Regions from separate parts of the Mus musculus genome. Here region 1 is linked to region 2. The links are chromatin contacts, called in public Micro-C maps. All regions are on one chromosome and are shown on one strand. The core of a region is the stretch at or near the end of the contact, and the rest is flanking DNA. Distances in the headings are between cores, read along the strand shown.

What was found. Hi-C and Micro-C count contacts between places; a contact is called where the count stands out from the background.
Region 1: a Micro-C map of embryonic stem cells shows a contact between it and region 2. The contact joins the promoter of Eno3 here to the promoter of Cldn7 in region 2. A contact is called at or near these places in 1 of 39 promoter capture datasets (liver), 1 of 484 Hi-C or Micro-C datasets (embryonic stem cells), 1 of 115 datasets of contacts at active chromatin or transcription factors (fetal liver) and 1 of 9 other capture datasets (liver).

The regions. Positions count from the first base shown.
Region 1 is chr11:70,654,720-70,659,469 of GRCm38.p6, forward strand. Eno3 (enolase 3, beta muscle) reads left to right here and starts at 2,457. Exons shown (of 12, transcript NM_001136062.2): 1 at 2,457-2,548; 2 at 3,153-3,239; 3 at 3,446-3,541; 4 at 3,670-3,728; 5 at 3,876-3,945; 6 at 4,309-4,442. The coding sequence starts at 3,155. It also overlaps a transcript of Pfn1 not described here.
Region 2 is chr11:69,963,751-69,968,719 of GRCm38.p6, forward strand. It overlaps Cldn7 (claudin 7), which reads left to right and starts at 1,671. Exons shown (of 4, transcript NM_016887.6): 1 at 1,671-2,399; 2 at 3,193-3,357; 3 at 3,470-3,554; 4 at 3,805-4,136. The coding sequence starts at 2,177. The coding sequence ends at 3,967. Elp5 (elongator acetyltransferase complex subunit 5) reads right to left here. Exons shown (of 9, transcript NM_018740.2): 9 at 4,474-4,790. The coding sequence ends at 4,676.

The DNA.
Region 1 (4,750 bases), core at 1,207-3,706, 690 kb after region 2:
CCCCCCCCGCCGGGCCAGATAGCGAACTTTTGCAAATGCAATTTTTAAAAAACCCTCCCCCCACTTTGCAAAATTTGCCGAGTTCGATGGAAAGCCACGCCAAAGGCTATATAGAGTGGTGGTGGCAGGAGAGGTTAAGGTTAGGGCTCGCTCCGATTCATCCTGAATACCACTTGGCTATAGAAGGAGGAAGCCAGAGGAAGCAGGGAAAGAAAAAGAAAAAAAAAAAAAAAAGAAAATTAGTAAGGTTGAGCAAGTTGAAGTGGGTTCGGGGAACCCAGGGTTAAACCGAATCATTCCTCCACCCCCCAACCCCCACCTCCGCGGGAGGGAAGGAACGGCGGGCGGCGGCGCGTGCGCCCGCGCCTGCGCCGGGGCAGTGAGAAGCCAGCGCGTGGGGCGGTTGGGGCTAGCGGCTTGGCTGCGTGAGCGCGCGCCTGGCGGGACACATTTGGACCATCCGAGGAGGGAAGACGCGTCCCCAGCAGTCGGGACGGGCAGACGCCCCGGGTTGGGCCCTGCTGCCTTCTCCACATTTATCTAAACGATAAGGGAGCAAAAGTGAAATCGATATAATACTCTAGTCATTTTCAGTACTAAAGGTCTCTCCAACCAGGGCACCTGTCCCAACCGTCTGCCATGTACAGCGCACACGTTGGGTTCATTCGAGCGCGTCCCTAGATTCCCGAGGAATCATTCCCTTCGCTGGATCCGCTCCAGCTCAGCCTCGCCCCATGCCTGAACCCTGTCTACAGAGGTCACTGAATAGGGGCGCCACCCGGGTGACACGACGGGACTCATTTTTCAAGGCGGAAGAATACTAAAGTACCAAGGATGACAACTTTTATAAGAAGAGGAAAGTCCCCTCTACTTTGGACGCACTGGGGCTTTCTTCTTTTCCAGAAAAACTTTTGCTAAGTATTTATGTGCGGTCAGCTCACTCGCCGCCGAGCAGGTCTAGGGGCGAATGGCAGGCCACTGAGGCTGGAGGGAGTAAAGGAGTCACCCGGGACCCTGGCCTCCGAGGGGCTCGGCCGCTTCCGGTCCCTCGGAGGAGGGGCGCCAGGGTGTGCAGCCTCTCCCAGTGGAAGTACTTGGTTCGCTGCCTTTTGGAGCCGGGTTGGGTTCCCTGACGTTCATCCCCAAATTCTGGCTCCCCACGCCCCCCAGCCGAGGTTCTTCGACAGCCGCGTGGCTGAGTCACGGGCGGGGCCGCGCTGGGGCACGTGGCGGCCTGCGCCCGCCATCCCTTGACCTCTGATCTGCGCGCCTCCTGCCCGGGGGTGGAAAAATCCCGCAGGGAGCGGCAGGAGATAAGAGAGGAGGGGCGGGACAGGGACGCCACGACAGGTGGGGACCCTAGGGTGGAGGCAAGGAGGGCGACCCCGTGGGGAGGGCCGACGGGGAGGAGCGCTCGAGAGCCGGCCGCCGCGTGAGTCACCAGCTCCAGCGCCGGCGAGTGAAAAGATGAGGCGCCCTGGGAAACCAGCCGGCCCGCCAGGCTCCCACAAAACGCGGAGCAGACCCCACACTAGCCCTAGACCCCTAGACCTGCTAAGGCGGAGAGAGTTACCGAGTGCAGAGATTCACTTCCTGCGGTGCTGCAAATGGATGGACAGAGTGGCCACAGGCGTCCAAGAGCTTACAAAGGGTCATCCCCTTTTCACGTCCATTCATGGTTTTGTTTTGTTTTTTCCATTCGTGATATAACACCATTCTTTGATAGGCAAGGATTGAGCGCTGAAGCGCCCACAGTCGGTGGGGAAAAGGGCTCCTGACCACTTAGGCTTCACGCAGGAACATAAATGCTGTCCCAGCAGTATCTTTCGGGCGCCAGGCCAGCGCTCAGTGCTGGTCTATATTCGTCTCCTGGCCTCTCATCGCTCATCACTGGCCAAGAGAGGATAGGGTGGAGTGGTGCCGGAATGGCTGTTCTGAGGACCCTGAGAGGTGAAAGCGCAGGCCTTCTTTGGTCGAGGGGTGTCGACTTTAGACCACAGAGCTTGCTCAGCATCACTGATGCCTTCCCCCAACTGTGTGGCCTGCACCGCCTGCCTCCGAGTGAGTGGAGCACGTGTCAGTCTTGCAGCCCCCTTCCTAGGCCCCCTCCTCAGCCTGCAGGGCTCAGGTTACCCCTGGCCTTTCTAAAAGGGCACTGGTTCCTCTTTAACCTTTGCAAGAGTGGAATGTAAGTTTGAGGGGAAAGACCCTCCCATCAGAAACCTCTCTCCAGCTTTCCCAAAGAGTGAACCTCAAAGTAGAGACTTTTATTGGGGGACAGAAAGAGAATGCATAGGGACAGTCAGTAGCTTTTGAGAAGGGGGTACACGCCCCAGGGCCCCAGGTCAGGAGCTTTTGCTTCGGGCTGCAGTGGGCACTTGGCTGCCTGCCTGTGGAGGGGAGGAGGATGGAATGAGAGAGGCGGGGCTGGCTGGGGGACAGGGTGGCTTGGAGATAAATGCCCAGTCTGAGAGGGGGTGAACTGACACTGTCCCAGCTGCTACCTAGAGGAGACACTCCACTCAAAGTTCCAAGGAAGGCTTTCCAGGTTTGGTAAAAGGTTACATGGTGTGCAGGAGTGGGGTGGTGCTGGCTTGGAAAAAGTGAGGAGAATTTGGGCTTTTTTTTCTTCCTAGGACTGAGGGTACTTGAGAGAGGTCTGGTTGGAGGAAGCAGAATTAAAATACTGAGGGTTACTGACAGATACAGGAAAGAAGGCTCTGAAGAATGGGAAAGTAGATAAAATACAGTTGAGCCAGGCAGAGAGCCTGGGGTCTAGGAGGACTTGGGAATGGGACAATGGGAACCAGATAGGTTTGAGGGGGAGGAAGATGTAGCAAGCAGAGTACTTAATCATAAAGTGCAAGAAGGTGTAAGCTCCGTGAGGTGTTCAGGGAGTGGTGTCATCTTGGGAGTTATAAAGTTATGAACCCTCGATTCTCTTGATTGGAAGGGTGGAACAAGAGCTGTTCTGAGTGGGGGGGAAGGGACCAGTCTGCCTTCCTCTTTGGTCTGTGACCTTTTTATGGGGTATTTTTAGCTCCAGCACCTGCCTTCTTCGGGTGGAGAAGACTCTTAAAAGGGCAAGGGATTTCTAGTTCCTTAAGGGATCAACTGTCCACTCTTGCTCACTCACATCTCCTGTGGTGCAGCCATGGCCATGCAAAAAATCTTCGCCCGGGAAATCCTGGACTCCAGGGGCAACCCCACGGTGGAGGTGGACCTGCACACAGCCAAGGGTAACACAGGCTTGTTTTGCCTCAGAAAACCCTCAACCTCGTCCTGTCCTTCATCAGAGATTCCCTCCCCTCCCCCCTTCTCTTCCTGGCTCCAAGGCTGGGGGAAGCAGGGGTTTCTCTGTATTTACTCCTATTCTTGGGTCCAGGGGAGGTGACCCCAGGCCTTTGTGGGTGGACTCCTTCTGATCTGCAGTTCCTCCCCCCAGGTCGATTCCGAGCAGCTGTGCCCAGTGGAGCTTCCACGGGTATCTATGAAGCACTGGAACTCCGAGATGGAGACAAAGCACGATACCTGGGGAAAGGTGAGCCAAGACTAACCCAGCACGGAAGGAGCCCGTGTGGGCTGACTCAGGACAGGGATAGGGGACTGGAACTCAAAGCCAAGGGCCTAACCCGCTTAGAAATCTGAACCCCATTCTCTGGCCTCCAGGAGTGCTGAAGGCTGTGGAACACATCAACAAGACTCTAGGTCCTGCTCTGCTGGAAAAGGCAAGTGGAGGAGCCAGCTCCCCCTTCCCTCCTCCCTGTGACCCCGTGCCTTCCCTCAGGTAGCCCCACTCTGAGCATTCTCACTTATCCTTCATCCTGCACATTACCTGACTGAGTCCTGAGAAATCCCACCTCTGCCTCTTCCAGAAACTAAGTGTTGTGGATCAAGAAAAAGTTGACAAGTTCATGATTGAGCTGGACGGGACCGAGAATAAGTGTGAGTGAGGTGCCAGAGGTGGGAAGGGTGTGGGGTACAGCGAGGGTGGAAGAGAAACCACTGACAGCTGCCCGGGCTCTTTCTGTCCCACATCTTGGGGCACACCGTAACTGGGTAGCCTTTTATTCATCCCACAGGCATTTCCTGAGGCCTGGCAGAAGACACATGTGAAACTCTTGGCCCAGGGATGAGGGGGTGAACTCCCAGAGAGCCACAGGCCAGGAAAGAGAGATGAGTTAACAAACTCTTAATGTTGAGTGGTCTAGGAATCTTCTTCCGGGGGTGACCAGAGGAAATATCCAAGGACTTAAGCCCCAAACCTGTAAGAGTCCTCATGCTTTCTCCCCGCTTGCCTCCCTCTAGCCAAGTTTGGGGCCAACGCCATCCTGGGTGTGTCCCTGGCTGTCTGCAAGGCTGGAGCAGCTGAGAAAGGGGTCCCTCTCTACCGACACATCGCAGATCTTGCAGGCAATCCCGACCTCGTACTCCCTGTGCCTGTGAGTGTGGCTGTGCTGAAGCTCTAGGACAGCTGCCCCTCCCTAGCTAGGAATGTTTCAGCAGCCCCCACCCCCACCCCCAGAAAATCTACCTTTTCAGATCCTGCTTTCCAAAGAAGCATTTCCTGAAATGAAATCTTTCCTACTGTGCCCCAGTCCCTCCTTCGTTCCCACCATCTAAAGCTAAGCCTCTGAGGCTTCCGTCCCTCGCCAGGTCCCTTCCAGGCTCAGGCCATTCCTGTCCAGAGCTCATTCCGTCTCCTGTCTCACTTTCGCAGTCAGTCAGATTTGAAAGCGTCTTCAGGGCA
Region 2 (4,969 bases), core at 421-2,920:
AACAAGAAGGGCATTAAATATGTTTACTGGATAAATGGAGGATTTACATAGAAATGTGTAAGGGAAAGGAGAAGGTGTTGACTTTAAAAAACTAGCAAGAGAGAGGGTCTGGAGAATGGGCTCAGTGGTTAAGAGCACTGCTCTTCCAGAGGACCTGGGTTCAAATCCTAGGACCCACACACACATCTGTCACAAGCTTCACAGAAACATAATACATGCAGGGAAAACACCAGTGCACATAAACGTAAATAAAAAACCAAAAAACTAGCAAAAGGAAGAAAGACCTGTGAAGGTCTGAGAGGTGGAAGGAGGTTGTAGGAGAGGTAGACTGGAAGAAAGAACTAGAAAGAGTTCAGGGGGGCAGTGATGGACACACTGGGCTACTGGGCTCCAAGGGTCTGGAGGGAGCAACCTTAGTCTGGAAGTGTGTGTGTGTGTGTGTGTGTGTGTGTGTGTGTGTGTGTGTGTGTTGGGGGGGGTGAATAAAAATGCAGAAGGCAGGAAAAGGGGAAAGATAAATGAGAACCTTAGAAGCCAAGCTGGGAGGAAGGATGGTCAAAGTTCTGGGAAAGCTGGAAGGAGTGGAGGCTGAGCTAGGCTTTCTATTTTTTTTTTTAAGATTTTATTATTATATTTAAATACACTGTAGCTGTCTTCAGACACACCAGAAGAGGGTGTCAAGATCTCATTATGGATGGTTGTGAGCCACCATGTGTTTACTGGGACTTGAACTCAGGACCTTTGGAAGAGCAGTCAGTGCTCTTAACCCCTGAGCCATCTCCCCAGCCTTAAGCTAGACTTTCTAAGGGATGAATTAAGATGCTAGAGTGGGTCGGAGGGCACCGAAAGGGCACACAAACAGGTCCCCGGAAGCTCAGAATGAAGGAAAGAGAAAGTGTGTGGATGGAGAAGGAAGTGAGGAAAATGAAGGTAAACCAGAAATGACAACCTGGGGAGGGGAATGTTGGGCGTGTCGTGTCAGACTCTCTGACCTAGGTCTTACCCTTCTCCCCACCCTCGGAAAACTCCTTCGGGTAGAAGGAGCCTCTATGTTGGAGGAGACACTGACAGGCTCAGGTGCTAAGTCCTGTACCTACCTGGTCCTGGGACCAGGCCTGTGGGAGGACTGTCGGAGAGCCGTGTCTTGTGGAGGGCTTGAGCGGTGAAGCGGTAGGTTGCTAGACTGTCTGAGAGTAGAAATTCCTAGAAGGGTGCATGCAGCACGGGTGATTTTACCGTAATGGGTTAGGGCCCCTGATGATGAGACAGGCCTTGGTAGGAGACTAAAGAAAAAAAGAGCTGAGAGTGGAGACGAAAGTCGGGCTGGACAAGTGGCACGCGCCGAAACCTGCAGGGGAAGGATGGCGAGGAGCCTTTCCAGGGGCGTCTGAGGGTACTGGCTCCGCAGCGACCCAGGCGCACCTGTATGGAAAGGAGAGGAAGGGGCCACTTGGAGTCTGCAGGGCAGACTCCGACCCCAGGGACTTCTGAGAAGCCGTCGCCTATTTCCCATCAACGGTTAGAGCCAGGCAAATGAAGGGGCGTGACCCTGGAGCTCAGGTTTCTTCCTCTTCACCTGGACGAGGAGGGGGTAGGGGCCAAGACTTCCGGTTCAGGTGAGTGTCCCTTCAGTGACGTCAGGTCACTCGACTGCCCCTCTGGTCCCGCCCAAGTTGCAGCGCTCCGGGTGCCTGCGGGGGCGCGTCCCCGACGTCCTGCATATATATACTCAGGTGCGCCGCACCTGCTCGCCCGCACCTGCCGCCGCACCGCCAGCTCCCTGTGCCGCGCACCGCAGCCTGGGGCCCAAGGGCCCGCATACTTTCTGGGGGCCACGCCCTAACGGCCCCTCCACTTCTTTGGGTAGTCTCGGAGCACGCCGGTAGGAACCGCCCGGCCTTCGGGGACCGCTTTTGTCTGGAACCAGTCCTTCGGGCGAAGCCGGTTCCCTCTGCTGTGAGAGTGTCGCTTCACCGGAGGGGACGATTTGTGTTTACCTCGGTTAACAAGATTTGTAGTTACCCGGTCCAAAAAAAAATCTTTTTCTCCTTTGGGTGACTTAAATCTCTATCCAAATTTTCTTGTGTTGCTGCTCCCCGGATTTTTGTTTTTTTGTTTTTTTGCTTTACTGTAGGGTCGCCCTCCCGGCGCGTCCCGTCTTTTCTGAGACAAGGAAATGGCCAACTCGGGCCTGCAACTGCTGGGCTTTTCAATGGCCATGCTTGGCTGGGTGGGCCTGATAGCGAGCACTGCCATCCCTCAGTGGCAGATGAGCTCCTATGCGGGCGACAACATCATCACAGCCCAGGCCATGTACAAGGGGCTCTGGATGGAGTGCGTCACGCAGAGCACCGGCATGATGAGCTGCAAAATGTACGACTCGGTGCTCGCCCTGCCGGGTAAGGCCGTGGGACCGACGGGGCGGACGTGCCCAGGGTCAAGGTGGCCGGGTTGGGTGTGGGGCAGGGCCCAGGCCGCACTGCCCGGCGCCCGGGGTTGCCAGGGAGGAGGAAGTGGACGCCTTGGGCTCAGTCGGTGGGACAGAGAGAGAGCGTGCCTGGGATCTGATCTGGGTGTCCCACGTGGGTCCACGCCCCTCTGCCCAGATTTTTTTTGGGGGGGTTTCCTGGGCGAAGCACCCCCCAACCCCTGGCAGTCAGTGGTCTCTCTCTTCCCCTGCTTCTTTCTCTGGACAAAAGGAGAAGAGGGACGGAGGTTCTCAGGGCCGCGGAATCGTGCCCTCGTTAGACGTGGGACCGTACTTGTGGCCTCTAATCTTATCGGCCGATTAGCTGAAGCCACAAACTCGGTGGCCTCGATAGCGGGGCCAAAGCTAGGACACGCGCCGGCTGGTGTGGCTGGAGCGAGGGCCTTAGCCGCCACCTGCACTTCTCTTTCGCCCCCTTTCTCCCTTCCCCCCTACCTGGAACGGTTTCATCGAAACCTTGGCGCCCCGGGCGGGTTCTGGAGCGCAGGGCGGGGCGGGGAGCGGAAAGGACTTGGTGGCGGGATGGGGGCGGGAACCGTCTGCACAAGGCCTGCCTTGGACTAGGGGGCCCCAGGCTGCCGGCGGAACCAGACAGGCGGACCACGGTCCAGGGGTTAGTGGGCGCGGTCTGCAGCACTAAGGCTGGCGCCATCCTAAGGCTACCTGCCATTTCCAGCAATGACCGCCGCCTTCCTCCCCTGCAGGAGCCCTGCAGGCCACTCGAGCCTTAATGGTGGTGTCCCTGGTGTTGGGCTTCTTAGCCATGTTTGTCGCCACGATGGGCATGAAGTGCACACGCTGTGGGGGAGATGACAAAGCGAAGAAGGCCCGAATAGCTATGACTGGAGGCATTGTTTTCATTGTGGCAGGTGAGCCTCAAGGGTCCAGGGTGGGACCAAGGGGCTCAGTCTTTCACCCAGAAGAGCATAGTCAAGATCTTGGTCTGGACACCCAATACCAGAATCTTCTTTCTCTTTCTAGGTCTTGCTGCCTTGGTAGCATGTTCCTGGATTGGTCATCAGATTGTCACAGACTTTTATAACCCCTTGACGCCCATGAACGTTAAGTAAGTCTCCAGTCTAAAGAACCAGTAAGAACCAGATTATGCTGGGCGTGGTAGCACACGCCTTTAATCCCAGTACTTGGGAGACAGAGGCAGGCGGATCTCTGAGTTCGAGGCCAGCCTGGTCTACAAAGTGAGTTCCAGGACAGCCAAGGCTACACAGAGAAACCCTGTCTTGAAAGAACAAACAAAAAGATTATGTGGACTTGGGAGACATCAGGTCCGTTTTGACTCCAATCTTTTCTCCCTACAGGTACGAGTTTGGACCTGCCATCTTTATCGGCTGGGCAGGGTCTGCTCTGGTCCTTCTGGGAGGTGCCCTGCTCTCTTGCTCCTGTCCAGGCAGTGAAAGCAAAGCTGCGTACCGAGCACCCCGCTCTTACCCCAAGTCCAATTCCTCCAAGGAATACGTGTGAGCTGGGGAGCCCAGCCTGCGGGCAGGGTGGGAGGCAAAGGCCTCCTGGCCACTCCACCTCCAAACATCATGTATAGTTTGCTTGGGGGGAGGGCAGTTGGGGGGTTACTGGGAGAGGAAGACATGGGGTGTGCTTTTGTACAGAAATAAAATTAAGTTTTGGAAATTAGGTCTTTCCAGGCCGCTTTTTCTCCAGACCCAGATCCTTGCACAGGACTTGGAACTAAAGCAACTTACAGCAGCATGTGGTACCAGTGGTGTCTCCAGGCCTGGGGTCCCTACCTCCTTGGGCCTATTGCCTCAGCTCTAGTCTCAAGGTTCTTACCCACTCTCCTCCAAACTTTTCCCCACTGATTATTATTGTGTGGCCTAGTGGTATATAGGTGGGTATGTGTAGGGCAGTGAGTTCAGGGACTGAATTAAGGTCATTGGGAATGTGGCAAGTACCTTTTCCTGTTGCTATCTCATCATCCCCAACATCTGCTCTTGTTTAAGCATTACCAGAGGTTTTGATTGACACACACACACATATATATTTTATTAGAAATGGGCACACACTATGCCCTCATCACACTCATCCTAGCTTGATGCTGCTCCTTGGCTCACGACACAGCTTCTGCAGACAAAGTAACAAAGGACAAGGGACAAGGTAGAGTCTGCCAACAGCAGGGTGGTTCTGAGCCCACAGCCTTCCTCTGCCATTTGTCTGTCAAATATCTAGGTCATCATCTGGGTCTTCTGGGTCCACATCATCAAAAGCATCTGGCTCATAGAAGATGTGGCCAGTGGTCCGGCTGGGTACCGGATGCAGCAGAGCTTTCTGTCTGAGGAAGGAAGAAATGATGAGGGTGGGTGCTAAGTCAAATCTGGGTAGTTCCTTGTAGGTGATATTAGCATAGGTAACCAAGCCTAGGTCTTTGTTCCTTTTCCTAAAGTTTTGAGAGTGATCTGTGGGGATCACTAGGTCCTGGAACAGGAACTATCTTGTACTGCTCTAAGAGAG